Linked DNA regions of Gasterosteus aculeatus: region 2 is linked to region 1. A link is a contact called in public Hi-C data. All regions are on one chromosome and are shown on one strand. Each heading gives the region's core, a stretch centred on a gene start, on an enhancer-like site or on the middle of the called end of the contact. The rest is flanking DNA. Distances are from core to core; before and after follow the strand shown.

Region 1 (7,837 bases), core at 1,751-4,250:
CAAAATGCGCACACACACCCGCACGTTCACAGTACGGCAGTGACACGGATTTAATCAGAGGTTGAGCTGCGGAATCACAGCAGATTAAAAATGACCAGGATCACTGATCTGCCCAAAACAAAAGCCTTGGCCTCAGCATTGCGCACTAACACCACACACGCTATATTCAGTCAGATCGCCAGAGTGAATCTGTCCTCTCGGAGCCGTTCAGCTGGTCGCGTCGTCCGAAACCAGCGCAATCAATTTGTATTGCCCCGAAATGAATTGTAATGGCATCATGAGTGCAGCGGATAGTAAATGCCTCTGATGGTGATTGTGCAAGTGGGTGTAGCAGGTCTTCAACTGCCATAAAATGAATGTCAGAGGTATCTACGGCACTCTGTAGCCCTCGCATTGATTGTGAATAATTTAAGACGTGTGTGTGTGTGTGTGTGTAACCAGATTTTCAAACGGTTTTCAGTAATTCCTCTTTCCTTCCTTTGTTCGGTTCCAGCCATTCTGTGCATCTATCTAGCCAGTTGATTGTCTGGTTACTAGATTGCCGGAGATGCTCGGCAGATGTGCGCCGAGCTGAATGGATGAGTCGATAGATGGATACGGTGTTTGTTTTACCAACTTAACCTTAGAATCTAAAGGGTAGGATTCCTCTTTTCTCTTAGTGAGCAATGAGATTACATGTACTGTTCTTTATCTTAATCTCTTTCAGAGGCCATCAATTTGTCCGGTCCTAATCTCATCTCCAGGCACTCTGCTGTGGCCGTGCTAGTGTCTTTCTGGTCGCACTGCAAGTCGCGTCTCAGTCTGTTGGCACTTCAGCTGAAACCAGTCCGTCTCATTATGGTCCAACTTGCATTCAGGGCAAGCTTTTGCTGAAACTTGCCAGTTACCACGGACGTCTTAAAACAACAACAAAGGATAACTTTAGCGGATAATAAAAGGGAATACCAAATCAAATGGTTGCTCCTTCAAAGACGTTGATGTGGAGTGATCAAACGCTGTGGGTTTATATGATTAAATAGTCAGTTTGCTAAAAAAGCGTACTGGAAAAAGAAGTGTGGGAGGGAGAAAAAAGAGGAGTGGACATGCTGCACAATTCATTTGAGTTTGACTGAAAACTGAAACTCAACTTTTTCTCCGGTGAATCAACGTCACCTTGGAAGAGCTGAACAGATTTCTGATTTTCACGGTTGTTGTTTGCCAGGAGATTTGGCAATCGTAAAAAAAAAACTTCTGTGTGCAGACCGATTTGTGGAAGAGGTCAGGGAGGGTAATAAAAACAGGCTTATCTCTACTTGTTAGGTACAGGAGATAAGAGATGTAGAGGGAGACGCTTCAGATTTGCGCCGTCGTATTACTGGACCAAACAAGCGAATCCCAAATTACACCGGCGATGGAGCGGGATGATGGGAGTGAAGGAGGGAGGGAGGGAGGGAGGGATGGGTGGACGGCAGAAGAGCGGAGATAAAAGCCCGGCGTGTGCAGGGATGCTGAGGATAGAACAGCATGCTAACCTTAATCCCCTCAGGGAGAGGCATAAACACACAGGAAGAGAGGACATGGGATTGAGTGGTAAAGAGAGGGATGTGAGATCTTCGTCCTGCCGCTCTCCTCTTCATCTCCTCGGTGTGGGATCAGTCAGTTGCAGGCAGCAGCTGGGAAATCTCTCTGCTCATCTAAAAGCCAGCGTCTTAATCACAGCCGCCATCCCGCTTGGCGCTCTCTGCTCCCGCCTTCTTCTCCTCTTCCCACCTCCTTCAGCCTCAATGTCACTGGCTGTTTCGGTCCACGTCATCTTGACTCACCTCGTCTACCAGCGTGTCGTCTTTTGGAGGACTCATCTTCATTGCAGCATTCCGCTCAGTGATCCGTATGTGGCAAGTTTTTCATGGACTCACGATTCTGTCTCCTCATTTGACTCCCTCCGCCCTTCTGCTAAAAGTATTTTGAGAACGAATCTTTTTGGAGAAACTTTGACCACAGACTGCTCAGCGCTCAACCTCCTGAAGCTCCAGAGATTCTGGTGGTATTTTCAACTTGCTTAAGTGAGCCTGCGATAATTTTCATTTCAGCCAACCAACCAACCAACCAGGCGCATCTCCTCTTCCTTCACTCCCCCGCCATCCTCCTCCTCTCTGTGGCCCCGGGGAGAATGGTTGACCGGCCTGGGCGGGCAGGCTGTGGTGCGCAATGGAGAGCTCACACACAAGAAGGGATAAGTGTTTATCAAACTAGATGGTCACTGCATCGATCGCCTTACAGAAAATCAGCTGACCTTTTAACTGCGCCTGAATCGTGGCCCTTTTGCTCATTGACCAGTAAAGAAAACACAGTCAGTTGGAATACGACTCCTTCCTGTAGAGCTGATGTTGTTTTGTGTGTGCTGTTGTTATGCTGTCTGTTGTATTTTAATATTTATGTAAATACATATTTTTGTATGCATGTGAGGTTTGTGTGGAAAGGACTGCAGGCCGGTGTGTTAGTGTAAATATGTCAGAGTGAGCGAGCAGAGGATACTTCTAAATACAAGGTCTCAAGTGCTTGTAAATGAGGTTGCATTTTTCTAAGGTCTATGGCTTTAATGTGCTCTTTATGTGTGAGTGTGTGGTTGTTCGTCCTTGGCAAGGAGCTGCAGGGATTCTCACACACACTCGCGCTGTCTGAGCTGTTTCACGAGCGCACTGCATGGCTGGTGTCCATGGTCTCAACACCGGGGGCCCGCTCTCGAGTCAAGTCGCTCACACACGAGCGCCGCACCGCGGCCCCTAAAATGCTCCTTTTTTTTCCTGCTGATCCCTTTCTTTCCTATCAGAGGTCATTCAGCTTTCCACCTGAAACCTGCTGAGTGAAAAGGACTTTGGTCGGACGCCTGTGAGATAAGAGGGGAGGCGAGGGAGGTGCCCGATGGCGTCTTCAAAGAATTCCCATGAGTCAAAATAGAGGAGTGAGCGTTTGCGACGATAAACAGACACGACACTGGAATGAGGAAGAGTATCGCAAACCACACAGGAAAGACCAGTCATCTATAGCGTTTGGAACGAATGGGCCCTGTGGCTGGGCAGCGTTTCGGTTCTAAAGAAACACAGCACCATCATGTGGCGGATGGTGTCGTAACATGTGACGTCTTGAATGCGAGCTTTTAGTTGAAACAGTTTCCAATCGTCACATCCAGGCTGGATGTTTTGAAGGTGTGTGCTGTGGAGGCACCAAGGCCTTTTATCCGTCCCCCTTCATGCCCGTTTGATTATGTGTAAAACACTTGAACAAGCGTTACTTTGAAGACAACTTCGTCACAATCTTTAGTTAGTATTTTAAATACTTTGTTCTTGTAGTCTTTTTTTTTTTTTTTTTTAATGGGTGAGTTGAAACAAAATTGTTATCGCGCTCATTGTTCAACAGACTTTTTGACAGTTGCAAGAATAATTTGTTTCAATTCCTGCTTCTTTTCCTCTCCAAAGAAATATCTGCTGGTCGTCCTCTTTATTACAATAAAAATAAACCATTAAAGGCATTTTTGCTTTGTTTGATTTAATATATTATGGTTGATTATTATCACTGATCTGTTGCATGTTATAATGCCAAAAAGTATACTGCGTCCTTCATAATGAATTGAAGTAAGCACAAAATACAAAAAAGATTTTTCTTTTTTCAATGAGGGCTCCACATGGTTTTGTGCTGGAGGGAGAAAACAATGGGAAGCTTATTTGTACCCCCAGAATAAATCCAAACAACCCAATTAACGCTCCACCCCATGAGAATATGATTTTCTGATTGTTATATTCAGGGAGCCCCATCGTGTCATCATTAAAGAATTGGAAGGCTTAGTGATTATTGTGACTTAGTGGGTGTTTGCTATCCACGGTTCAGAGCCACTTTGATTTATTTTTAAATGTCATACCTTTTTATTTTCCATTCTCCTTTATGTTCGCTTCTAAATGAGTGTTTATAAAGTGTATTGTGTAGTTGGTTCACAGAGAGCTCCAAACATACGCCTTATGAATTACTTGGCACAATAACAAGCCGGCGCGGGAGGAAAAAGAAGGGCGGCGAGGGTCAGCTGTGAAGTAGGTGCTTTGGTTGTAATGAGCGACAAAGAAAGAGATGATCATCGGGAGACTTTTGCATGCGCAGAGGAATTCTCCTCATTTTCAGGAGATTGTCAAAGTAGTCTATTGTTGGAGGAGAATTGTAATTAGGGGACCAATAACATTCAATCACAACCCTCCCAATTACTAGGACCAGGGTTTGTTCTCATGAAATGAGCTTCAGATCCTCTCTGCCCTTTAACACCCCCTCATTAGCATAATCCCCAGGGACTTGGGTTGGGGGGGGGGGGTGGATAATGAGCCGGGTCGTGCCTTCAGTAAACACACGGGTGTGCGTGCGTGTGTATCTGTTCATGTTCAGTGTGGTCATGGTTCATTAGTGGAACCTCTGCATGATTCCTCTGGTTCATCTTAATCAGCCGTGTGACTCGGTGCTTTAATCAGCAGCCTTTCTTCACCTCACAGGCGCCGTGTCGTATGTGGCCGCACACGCACACAATTACTCATTCTCCTCTCTTCTCTTTTCTCTACTTCCCACATCTAAGGGTCTGACGATCTGGAGTAACTTCAATAGTCATAAATGCAGTCTTGCATTATATGGTTAATATGAATTATACTGGTAATGATGGTAATGCAGTGTTTCCTCTAGGTTTACAACTTCAGGGGGGGGTAGTCGGGCAAACGGTTCAGCTGGACGGGGGGGTTTGGGGGTCAGTCTGGTGGTCTCAAGATTCATTTCCTTTGGCATTCCCATCACGGGACTTTCCTATTGTTCCTCTTTGGAGGACTACTTTTTGCTAAGCTAAGATATGTGGGTGGTATCACATCTTCTTTCTAAACCCGAAAGCAAAGTGCATTTCCTCAATTGAATCTGAACAGAGTTCATGAATACATACAAGTGAAGAGGTGCTCATGGTTTTATTTTGAGGCTCGCGGGGCCAAAATGTTGCAAACCATTGCGTTGTATAAAATGATACACGGCCTGAAACGAACTGCTGTGTTGTGTAACGGACCGACGCGGTGTGTAGTGTGAGTCCACTTGTGATCTCGTCTCAAGGTATTTTCCCTCCTTGTCTTGCGTTTCAAGGTACTCGTCTTCCAGAGAAGGGTGCGACGACGGGCAGCATCATAGGAGCCATCATCGGAGTCATTATCCTCCTGGCCATCATCGGGACCGCCATAGCGATGTACCGCAAACACAGTAACAAACTGAGCAGAGGGTGAGTGTCTGTGGCCGATGACCACGGTTCACTTCACTGGATTTTTTTGTTTGGTATTTTCAAACTGCTCAATGCCGCACGTCTCATGTTTCTGGAACTCACAGCTTTGTTTGTTTGTTGTTGTTGTTTCAGTGGTCCACCCAAGTACAAGCCCCCTCCCCCCAAAACGACCAACTCCGCTGCCAGAGTGAGTCACCGTGCACTTTATTAACAAGGCCATTGTGTCGGGCACTTTGTAAAGTTAACGTGTTTAATTAAATATCCTCAAATATTCAGTCCGATTTCTTTTACATCCTCTGCAGCTAATCAGAAGTGCCGACCCGGTGGCCGAGAACAGACCCCTGCAGGACCAATACTACAACAGCCAGAGTGCAGAGCCAGTCACGGTAATGCAGCCTGTTGATTGAAGACGCAGAGCTGACATACTCAACTACTGTAGCTCAAATAAATATTATCAATCGTCAATCCAGGTTTTTTCTAACTTTTTATCAAGGTGGGGTCTGAGATTTTTTACGTTTTTATATTATTTTTTTCAATAATGAAACCATTGTCAACCCTAGTGGATCCATCAATGTTATTGCATATTGTGCAACCAGACCTTGTAAAGCACCAGTACGCTGAATTTACGTCCAAAGTATACTGACCCATGCTAACAAATATCATGCAGTATTTAGTTTACTTTCTTTGTTGCATAATGTACAATGGTAATAATCTCTCTAGCGTTTCATTCTGAAAGTTGGGTTTACGGAGTTAAAAAAAATTCATGTTGCAGAAATAACTTTTTAACTTTTTGTGAATTCTCGTAAAATTAAACATGTGCATTTTGCAGTTTCGATATCGATATAGAATAAAAAATGGAGAATTATGGACGAGTCTCCTTGTCTTCATAGCAGAATGTCTCAGATTGACAGTAACTGAAAACAGGCTAATCTCAGACACTGCGTGCGTGCGTGCGTGCGTGCGTGTGTGTGTGTGTGACAACCGCAGCAGTGTTGCACTTGATTAGCTCAAGGACAGAGCCCGAGGAGGACTGATAATAGTGGTCCACCAATTAGTCTTTGCCAGTTCACAAGGTTTCTTTCTCAAGGAGAGTTCTGCAGAAAATATATCATAACTTTTATGTTCTAGTCTTCCAGAAACTGATAAAACGGAATCTTGGCGGATTTCATCACCCGTTTACTTTTTTTCTTTTTGCTGGCAGGACCTGGATGCCCACCATGACACTGATGATTACAGTGGAGTTGACATGGAGCATTATCACGCTGCTGCCCCCTCTGGCTGGGACGATCCCGGAAACAATGAGGTCCCGCCTCCTTACGTGGGCTCAGACAGCAACACCCAGGACTATCATCAAGGCCCCAATGTGAGCCGCGGCGAAAGCTTTGTGTCGCCCGCCATGTTTGTGTGAGAAAACACAGAGCTGTGTGTGTCTCTTTGTGTAAAATATGTGTGCATTTGAGTGCGTGAATGAGTGTATCACTGGGCGAGTGGGGGTTTCTGAAGCCTACATGGCAAAGAGAGGGATTGAACTGTGGAAATGAGTGGATATGAATTTTAGCTTTGCCATTATGTCTGGCAAGTGGTCAGGTTACCAGTACTTTGATATAATCAGTTCAATTGTGTGTTGCTCTTTTCTAGAATTTGAACATTCCTAAAACCTGATCAGCTTGAGCCAGCAAGACACAAAATGTTCTTTATGTAACTTCTGCACGATTGTATCATACAGCAAGGGATTTAATGAGGCTGTCATTGTTAACTGTATATGAATCAAAGACGAAGTGCTGTGTTTAAATGTTACATCACGGTTGGGACACAAACCTGTTTTAAGTACAATGTCGCTGTGCAACAGCATGAGCACGTTTCAACAATGGACCGACTTGCAGTACAGAATGTGACTCTTTCCCGCACACGTAGCTTGGTGAGCAGAAACGCAGTGCGAGCACTCCCCACGTTGCGCCTGTCTAGACTTATCTGTCTGCTGTTGTTTATCTACAAACCCAGCTGGCATGAATTTGGTGTAAAACAGGTGCCCTGTGGAGAAGCTATTAGCTGGAGTTAATCGGGCGGCGCTGAGACTCTCCGACCGTGATGACATCAGGGAGTTAACTGCAGAAGAAATACTGTGTGTCAATGTTTTCTGAATCTGAATGTTGTTTTTTTGTATGTATTGTCTGGGATTTGTCTTTCTTATGAACATGAAAGGACATTTTGGTGGAAGGGAACAGAACTTCAGAGATAGTGAGTGATGGAAGGTAATTGGCTGGCAGCCCAGTTGCTGTAACATAAGATGTTTTTTTTAATGTTCTGTTTGCGTCCAGCTTTCCTTAAAGCCTTAGTCAAAACCTTCCAGATGCTCAAACTATTGGTAGCAACAGTGCTTTATATTTTGGGAAGATCTGTTACTTGAAATCTTTTTACTTTTTATATTTTTGCCTTTGTCTGCCAGCATGTACAGATGTATCAGGGTTAAAGGGTCTGGATCATGTCCATGAAATCTGTTGTAATTCATCTAGTGGAATAAATAGTTTTTGGGGGTTTCAAACGGGGGTGGACATGGTCTGCTGGTACACTGAT
Region 2 (7,837 bases), core at 3,063-5,562, 40 kb after region 1:
AATGTATCCTATTGTTTTGGGCAGCATCACTGTGGATTTTTACATGCTATTGATATAACGCTGCAGAAAAATGAGTGGTATAAATATGATGCTGGGATACCACCTAGTGTTGTGAATGTATATGCACTTCAAACTGCACAATGTCCTTAGTGCCATGGGAGAAAGGGTTGGCAGCAACCCAGGCTAATGCACCAAACCACTGCAAATGGGTTAGCCGTGTCTGACATCAGCATTTATGAGCTTTAGGATGACAGTCGCTGGAACAATGTCCTAATAGTTCCGTAAACTCTAAATTCAAGACTAAAAGAAATCCAAATACCATCCTTAATGATTGCTAAGCTACTTTCTTAAGGTGACATAACCGCATGGAGGTATTGTTATTCCCAAGGGAACAGATTGTAGCTGTAGGGTCATCTATTTTAAATTAGCTTCTTATTACACACCAAGTAGACAAATACAATAAGAGCAACAATGAACCGCTTTGTGAGCGGTACGGGTGCCACATCCTTCGGTCACCGGGTCTCTTTGAGGGACCAACACAAAGACCTTCTGGACCCGATCTACCTCTATGCAGCCTCTCCTGTTCATACGCGCACCCCCACTTTCTGACATTCCCACCGACAAACACACTCACACCCTCCCTAATTTCCCCAGTGTGTCTGCAGTGAGCTCACCGCAGTGCGACTCTCCTCGCTCGCCCCCCCCCCCCCCCCCCCTGTATAATAGAATATCGATCGCTCGCCTTTGCCGCAGTGTGTAAGCGAGAGTGTGTGGAAGAGTGTGTGACTGGGGCCCTGCAAGGTCATCGCCATGGCAACCTGAGCACAGGGTCCTCTTGCTGAGCTGTCACAGAGCACAGGGGTCATGAAAAGCAGGGGGGGGGGGGTGTCTGCAATAGGGAGTTAGTGTGTGCTGCAGTGGTTGGTGTGCTAGTGGGGTTGGGAAGTGTCTCCACTGTGGATTCAAAACCACCCAGAATAATGAGAAATGTACAGATCGGGGGCCACTGAGTCCACTGCAGCTACAAACCACCTGAATTAAAGCGCTGCATGGTGTCTAAGCGGACATCAAATCTTTACATAACGATTTTATTGCACTTCCAGAATTTAAATTAAACCCAATTTACATCAAAATTTAAACACATGAATACAAAATGGAAGAAAGATTTCAGGTTTACAGAGTAACGTTCTGATCTGAATATTGTGAGCAGGTCTGACAAGTATGCATCAAACACCAAAAGACACCAAAGCACCATGTTATCCCCAATACAAAAAATAATTACTACGCACTGACCTTTAAAGATATCAACCGAAACAGGTGAGTAACTTTGTACCCTTTTAAGTAAAACATTTAGTTTTCCTTGTGCATGATCACCATAAAGCTTTAAATGGCACTTATTCTTTGCAAAATTTGTCTTATTTTCTTAGCAGTTCATAATTGCAGACAATGCATTTACTATATAAACAATCTATACATAAGAAATGAGTCATCTTGTCTGAGACTTTGGATCCAGAAACTACTTTGGAGACATCCAGCAGCAGAGATCAGTACGTTTAAAGATATGTCAGTTTATATGAGACGCTGCAGGGAGTAAAAGGCGATTTGTCACTAACCAGAGGCATCCAAGGCGTAACATATGTAGATAAAAGGCATATAATCTTACTTATTCAAAATGTATAATTTGTGTATATTGAAGGTATAGTGTATGAATGAGTCTGTAACAATAACTACTTTAGAGGCAAGACAAGGTGCATTCTAATACAGCAAATACAAGACACACGCATAGCTAAGGAACAGATCTAGGAGCAGTTCTTCCTCAACCCACATGGCCATGATAGAAGTGGGGTAAAAGTGAGTACTGATAGTTGGCCAGCAAACGCTGGGGCTTCAGTCTGCCCTTCATACAGGCTCCATGAAGAGCTCTTCCATATCAGATGTCTCGAGCTCCCGGAACGCAGCGTGAGAGCCAATCACAAACAGCGTCGCTCCTAGCAGGAGGCGGGACAAATGGAAAAGGAGATTGTGAACAAAAAACAATAAGAAAGAAGGTTTTCTTTTAGACAGAAAATGTCCACTTGTCAACCAATTGTTTGAACAGTTTTAGATATGTGTGCATGTGTTGTTTTTTTAAATACCCATCATTTGTCTGATGTCGAGATCTGTCAAATGACAATTTATCAAAACAAAATGATAAAATAAAAAAAAAACTAATCCTACCTAGAACCCAAAAGACTGCAGCTCCAGCTCCGGCCAGCCAGAACACAGGTAGAGAAACGGCTCCGGCCAGACTCATCTGGTGAGGCACTGTCAGCTCCTTGCCTGGTTTGACAAGGAAATTGCAGTTCGACGCCCTTGATAAAATATATGCTAGCCATACACACGTGTTTTATTCATCCTTCAATAAAATTACGTTTATTTGCCTCACAAAAAATCCTAGAGACAAAAGAAGTTGTTTCAAACATTTGACCTTGTACAAACACAACGGTTCATAATAGAATTCAACACCAGGTATTTAAAGAGTACACTATATTTGAGAGGTACACAATGATAATGAATTGTAAGGCAGCTTTACTCACCCAGGACAACCAGTTTGGACTCCTGGGACTTGAGGTGAATTATGTAGAAGGCACCAGCAAACACCGCCAAGGCAATCAGTAGCATGGGAGAGCTGATACTGAGAGGAAGAAATAACAACAGAACAATCAATTTGGTTTTACCAACTGCAGCGGTTCCACTTTCAACGTTTTAATAATCGTATTTGTTTGAAATATTTTGTTCCCTCTTCTAATAAACCGAGTGGAAAAACTCCCCCAAGAACGATTCAAAGTGTATTGGTGCGGACTTTGTGGGCAGCAGGAAGAGAAAATACTCCGGCTTTCAAGCAAACACAAATGTTTCTCTTTGTTGGCCTCACATGCAGTAGAGGATAAGACCCATGAAGATGAAGGTGTAGTTGCTGTTGAACGTGTCCACGTTTTTCACCACCCGCTGGCACAACTCTCCAAAGTTGCGGGGTTTTGAAAACTTGCGTTGGTCCACAAAGCTGGCCCACGGTCGGATGGACACCCGACGCCTGTCAATCCACTCTTTAGCCGTACTGACTGAGAGGCCTTTGGGGAGCCAGAGCCTAGGAAAGAAGTGTTGAAAAATGACGAGAGTGTAAGTATGCCGTTATATATCACTTGAGGGATTATTTCATATGATTGGTCTGCCTTGCAGGTCCTCACCGCGCCAAGATCCCAGCTCCCCCTGCACCAGTTGGATGAGCATCCTCAGCGCTGAACAGATCTCCAGCCTTACTGTCCATATCTACGAGACAGTTCTCCCCTGCTGGCGCTCCAGATGGCATCTACAGAGTGGCTGCTGCAAGGCAATATGAAAAAACTAAATTAATACGATTTCATTAGTGTTTATTGTCCAAAAGTCATTTCCCAATCTAGATCCTTTAAAAACAAGATGAGCACTACTGCTGACACCCGTACGGCATTATTCAGATCACGTACAAATCAGATATAAACTCATCAACTACGGTCATTTTAAAAATGGACGATAATAGCTCCAAACGGGTGAAGAGATGATTGCTTAATAAGTTGAAATCTGTATTGATGAGTTATTTAATCTCCGTTTGGTGAAGTTGCAATTGTTAGTAAAGTAACAAATTGAGTGCCACAATATTTCAGAGGAAAAGTACAAATCGGACACTAAATCTAACAACAACAAACTAAATTAGCAAGTGTGAATAGTTTGTTTAAAGCGGCAGTTGTACGGAACGCCACATCCGTGCCGAATAACAACTAAGGTAGTTAACTTAAGTTTAGTTACAGTGTTGGACGTCACTAACTAGGTGGAAGACTGTTGTCATCAAAGGGTTTGGCCACTGCCACGTCGCTACACAAAGCACACAATAAGAATGAAAGACAATTTAATTATTCCTCTATGAAGTAACTTGGACAGTTATTAAAACTTCATACAATGTAACTTATAGCTTAAAAAACGGTGAGTGTTTAAGACAAATGGGAAGGTTGCGTTGAGAAGAGCACAGCTAGCATTCTCTGCTAACATTTCCACCCGCACAGGACCGGTGGTCACGTGGTTCACGTCGCGTGACGTTTTCACACGAATACAGAAACCGACCTGTTTGAACGTGGAAACTCCGTAATCGTGAAACCTCTTAAACTCGCATACTCACGGCAGGACTTCGGTAGGAGCGATCCGAACCTTTTGTTGTGTGTGGTTTACGGATGTGATGTGGATATTATTTCACTTCCTGCTGTCTACACGTGAAACATCGCCACCTAGTGACCGCAGCAGGGACTTCCGTTCCCTTTTGGGGGGAGGGGGATGGAAATATGTTCGATGGACCGTTTGTATTCATTTCATATGCGTTAATGGAAACTAATATGTGGCACAGCTGTGACAATACAATCAATTCAGCAGAATTGAGATCGGCTGAGTTTTTTTCAGTGGCGCTGCTAACGAGCAGCTAGCGAACGAATCTGACCGCAGATCAATGCAGTGAAAACGTGATCTGACGTCATCTACCAGACGGAGAGCTGTGATTGGTCAGTCTCTCTGTGTTATTGTGCTACTGTCAGTTCTGCACGGTGCTGTGGGAGTTGTCGGGCCGACCAACCTCAATCGACCCCATATAGCTCTAATAAGGATGAGCGTGAGTTTGAAGGTGTATTGTAGTCTTTCAATCTTGCTTTCAGATGCATTGTGCGCGTGTATACCCGTTTGTATGGACGTTGTCATATCCGATTAGGGCCCGTCGTGTGTAGCTAACGTTAGCTAACAAAGTTTCTAGCCAGGAAGTAACGTTAATATCGGCTGATATAACGGTTCATTTCTTAACGTTTCTTCGGATAGTGAACGTGAACACCTTTTGCATGTATTTTTTATATGTGAATAAACCAGGTGTATTTATTTAGCATTTGGTAATTTAGCTAAACAATTCCTTGAAGGGATTTTTTTTTTCTTTTTGCTTATGTTGTTTTTCCACAGAGCGACGTGATGACGTAACGCAAGGTGGTAATTTGCTCCGACGCTCGTTGCTGCCCGAAGAAACGCCGAGTCCCCCTGACTGCTTTAGTAAGACTTTCTTCGAAACGACGACGACAACAACAACAAAGCACATTCACATCTGACTTAAATTTTCATTGCATGTTCCAAGACGGCGTCGAGCTGACCTCGAAAACAGGTAGGACCGTTGTGTCTCCCACTAAAACAGCGTGCATGGCGCTGACATGTTGCTTTAAGCTTGCAAAGAGCAGACGGCTGACATGTATATATACACACACACACACCTTTCTGAACTCTACAGTTGGAGAAATCAAGTGTTACCTGTCAAATGACCTTTTTCTTTGTGTGTCTGTTTTTTGTTTTTTTTGTTTCCTGAAAAGTTTGACACAGGCGGGGAAGTGAGGGGCTGTAGGCAGACCCATGGCTGCCGTGCATCACCCGGGGTGCCCCCTCAGGGACTCGCTTTACTGGGATGAAACCGAATGTGTAAACTACTACGGGATGTTGTCTCTCCACGAGGTCTATGAAGTAGTTGGTTGTCAGCTGACAGAAACTGACGTCGAAGTGTTGTCATTCCTCCTGGATGAAACGTGTCCCGCAACACACCCTCTCGACCCAGCAGATTGGACAGTGAAGCCCTGCGGAGGCGATCCAGGTGACTCGGGTGTTGCCCCGAGTACCGAGCTTCTAAAGGCCTGGAGGCGGTTAAAACCTCGGGGCTCCCAGCATCCCTTAGCGCCCTCGTACAAGCCCAAGAGTGGCCTCGAGCTGTTGTTGGAGCTGGACAGGCGGGGATACCTCAGTGATGGCAACCTGGAGCCACTATTGCAACTACTCCGAGTGCTCACTCGCCATGACTTGCTGCCTTTAGTGTCCCACAAGAAAAGGAGGACAGGTGAGGATGAAAGACGTGGGCTCGTTATCAGGTTTGAGCCTCTCTCTACCGAGAACGTGACAAAAATAGCCGCATTCCTGTCCTAATAATCACCGCCTGTTCATTACTAACACATGTTTCTGTTTTTCAGTATCTCCAGACAGAATTAGACAGAGGCACAGAATAGACCGCCAGTTGGCGTGCCCTTCTGGTATGCAGCACAGCTACAGACAGGCGGAAATGCCTCTTCCATATTTCGCGCAGCAGTTGAGAACTGGTATGTGCATTGTAGAATGTTATTTAGGCTACAGTGTTTGCTGTTTTTAATCAGGACAGAGTGGCCAAAGCAGCAAGTAGCATTCCTTACAGCAAGTAACATTTCGAACTTGATCTTGAAGCCAGTACCTGTTTTTTTTTGGTGATGAGACACTGGCATCCTTTCTGATGTGGAGGTGATGTTTGTTCGCCATCCGAATAGCGCCAACTAATTCCATGCATGTTCTATCAGGGATCTACCCTCCTCTGCCTGGGCCACCTGGGAGGAAGAGGAGGAAGAAGAGGGGAAACGGCTGGAGCCGTAAGCCCAGGAAAACAAGCCGACCGGGCCCGCCTCCGCCTCCGCCTCCACCTCCACCCCACAAAGCCTTCTGCAGTAAGTGAACCTCCTTCATTTGTCACCTGTCTCCTTTTTTAGCTTTTTTTTTCTCTTAGCTTCATCCTGCCGTTTTCCCTTCCAGATCAATTAACGCCACATAAACGCCACCGTTTTGTCTCTTTTAATTCTGATGTTGTTTGTCTACGCTGAACCTCAGCTTGAGTTGAGGAGTTTTTTACCATTTCTTTCTTTTTTTTTACTTCAAAAGAACAACACCAAACTCTATAATCCACTTGGCCTTAGATGCCGGCTAGCTTGTTATCGGCCATACTAACATAATATCTGGTGTCTGGCATTAAAAAGTCAACACCGTGTTCACCGTCAACACAGAGAGTCCAGAGCTTTGTCTGATTCCCAACTTCAGATCAAATACATTCCCAACAAAAGAAATCGCTTGATTAAACTTTTCACTTGACGTGTCTTTTCACTCTCAAACGGTTCCACTTGGTATTTTCTTTGCCACACTCTACACTTCCCTCCTTAACTGTCCCCATTAAACAACATCAGAAGGGGGGAGTTTGTCGTCCTCTGCATTTCTCCATTCTTACATCCTTTCTTTAACCCCATTGGCTCATTTTCTGCTGCTGCTCTTGAGTTTGTCCAGTCGCTACTACATGCAACCCGTGTTTGGCTTTCTCGCTGAGCTTTGATACAAAGTTGGTCCCGAGACTACTGTCAAACCTCCCATTTACTCCTGAAAGAGTAATCTTTTGTGTAGTCGTTGGAAACGATCTAACCCTTCTGGAAGGCTTCACCATGTACTCCATTCTCAATGTCCTTTCCCCGTTTCAACTATTGCCTGCCTTGTAAACCAACCAATGCTCGAACTCTCTCAACACAATACGATTCAGATAAAACTGACATCAGTTGCCTTTGTGTGACGTTTCGCCTAAGTCATGTTCATGCAGGCCTTCTCAAACAATTGCCTCGAACTCGAAGAAATGCATACTAGAGCAAAGGGCCGATGACTCTGTAAACCCACCACGGTGAGCGCGGCCGCCGTTAGCTGTGCGTGATGTGCCTGTGTGACGATGAACATGTTGCTGTCTTGACTCCACATTTGATTCCACCAGGTTGTCTCAGGATTGTGACTCAGGTCGAGTAACCTAAGACTCAATGGATCATGGAAACAGAGGGGGAGAGACTGAGGAACAAAACAAAACAAAAAAGTCCGTGCCTCCTCTCGGTCCGTAGACACTGCGGTGTGCGCGATCGTCTCAGTCGTGCGCTCGCTCACGAGTCTGGGCCGATGCCTAAAAGGTAAAAGAGGCTCTCCCGCCCTTGTT

Evidence for each region. Hi-C and Micro-C count contacts between places; a contact is called where the count stands out from the background.
Region 2: a contact with region 1 is called in a Hi-C map of skeletal muscle, with 3 times the contacts expected there. The contact joins the promoter of rabac1 here to the enhancer-like site in region 1. A contact is called at or near these places in 3 of 6 Hi-C or Micro-C datasets (skeletal muscle and tail fin).

What each region holds. Positions count from the first base shown.
Region 1 is chr20:8,773,016-8,780,852 of fGasAcu3.hap1.1, forward strand. LOC120810835 (nectin-2) reads left to right here. Exons shown (of 10, transcript XM_040165775.2): 7 at 5,131-5,263; 8 at 5,396-5,450; 9 at 5,566-5,649; 10 at 6,465-7,837. The coding sequence ends at 6,671. Among protein-coding and RNA genes, the nearest start is that of LOC144389618, 5.4 kb to the right of the region's middle. Within about 2 kb of position 3,001, at least 4 of the 9 cell types and tissues checked have open chromatin away from gene starts, as enhancers often do.
Region 2 is chr20:8,811,436-8,819,272 of fGasAcu3.hap1.1, forward strand. It overlaps rabac1 (Rab acceptor 1 (prenylated)), which reads right to left and starts at 4,313. Exons shown (of 6, transcript XM_040165847.2): 1 at 4,190-4,313; 2 at 3,228-3,363; 3 at 2,915-3,127; 4 at 2,577-2,674; 5 at 2,218-2,319; 6 at 1,075-1,988. The coding sequence starts at 3,349. The coding sequence ends at 1,900. dedd1 (death effector domain-containing 1) reads left to right here and starts at 4,495. Exons shown (of 7, transcript XM_040165814.2): 1 at 4,495-4,669; 2 at 5,005-5,091; 3 at 5,174-5,200; 4 at 5,403-5,917; 5 at 6,048-6,173; 6 at 6,405-6,548. The coding sequence starts at 5,443.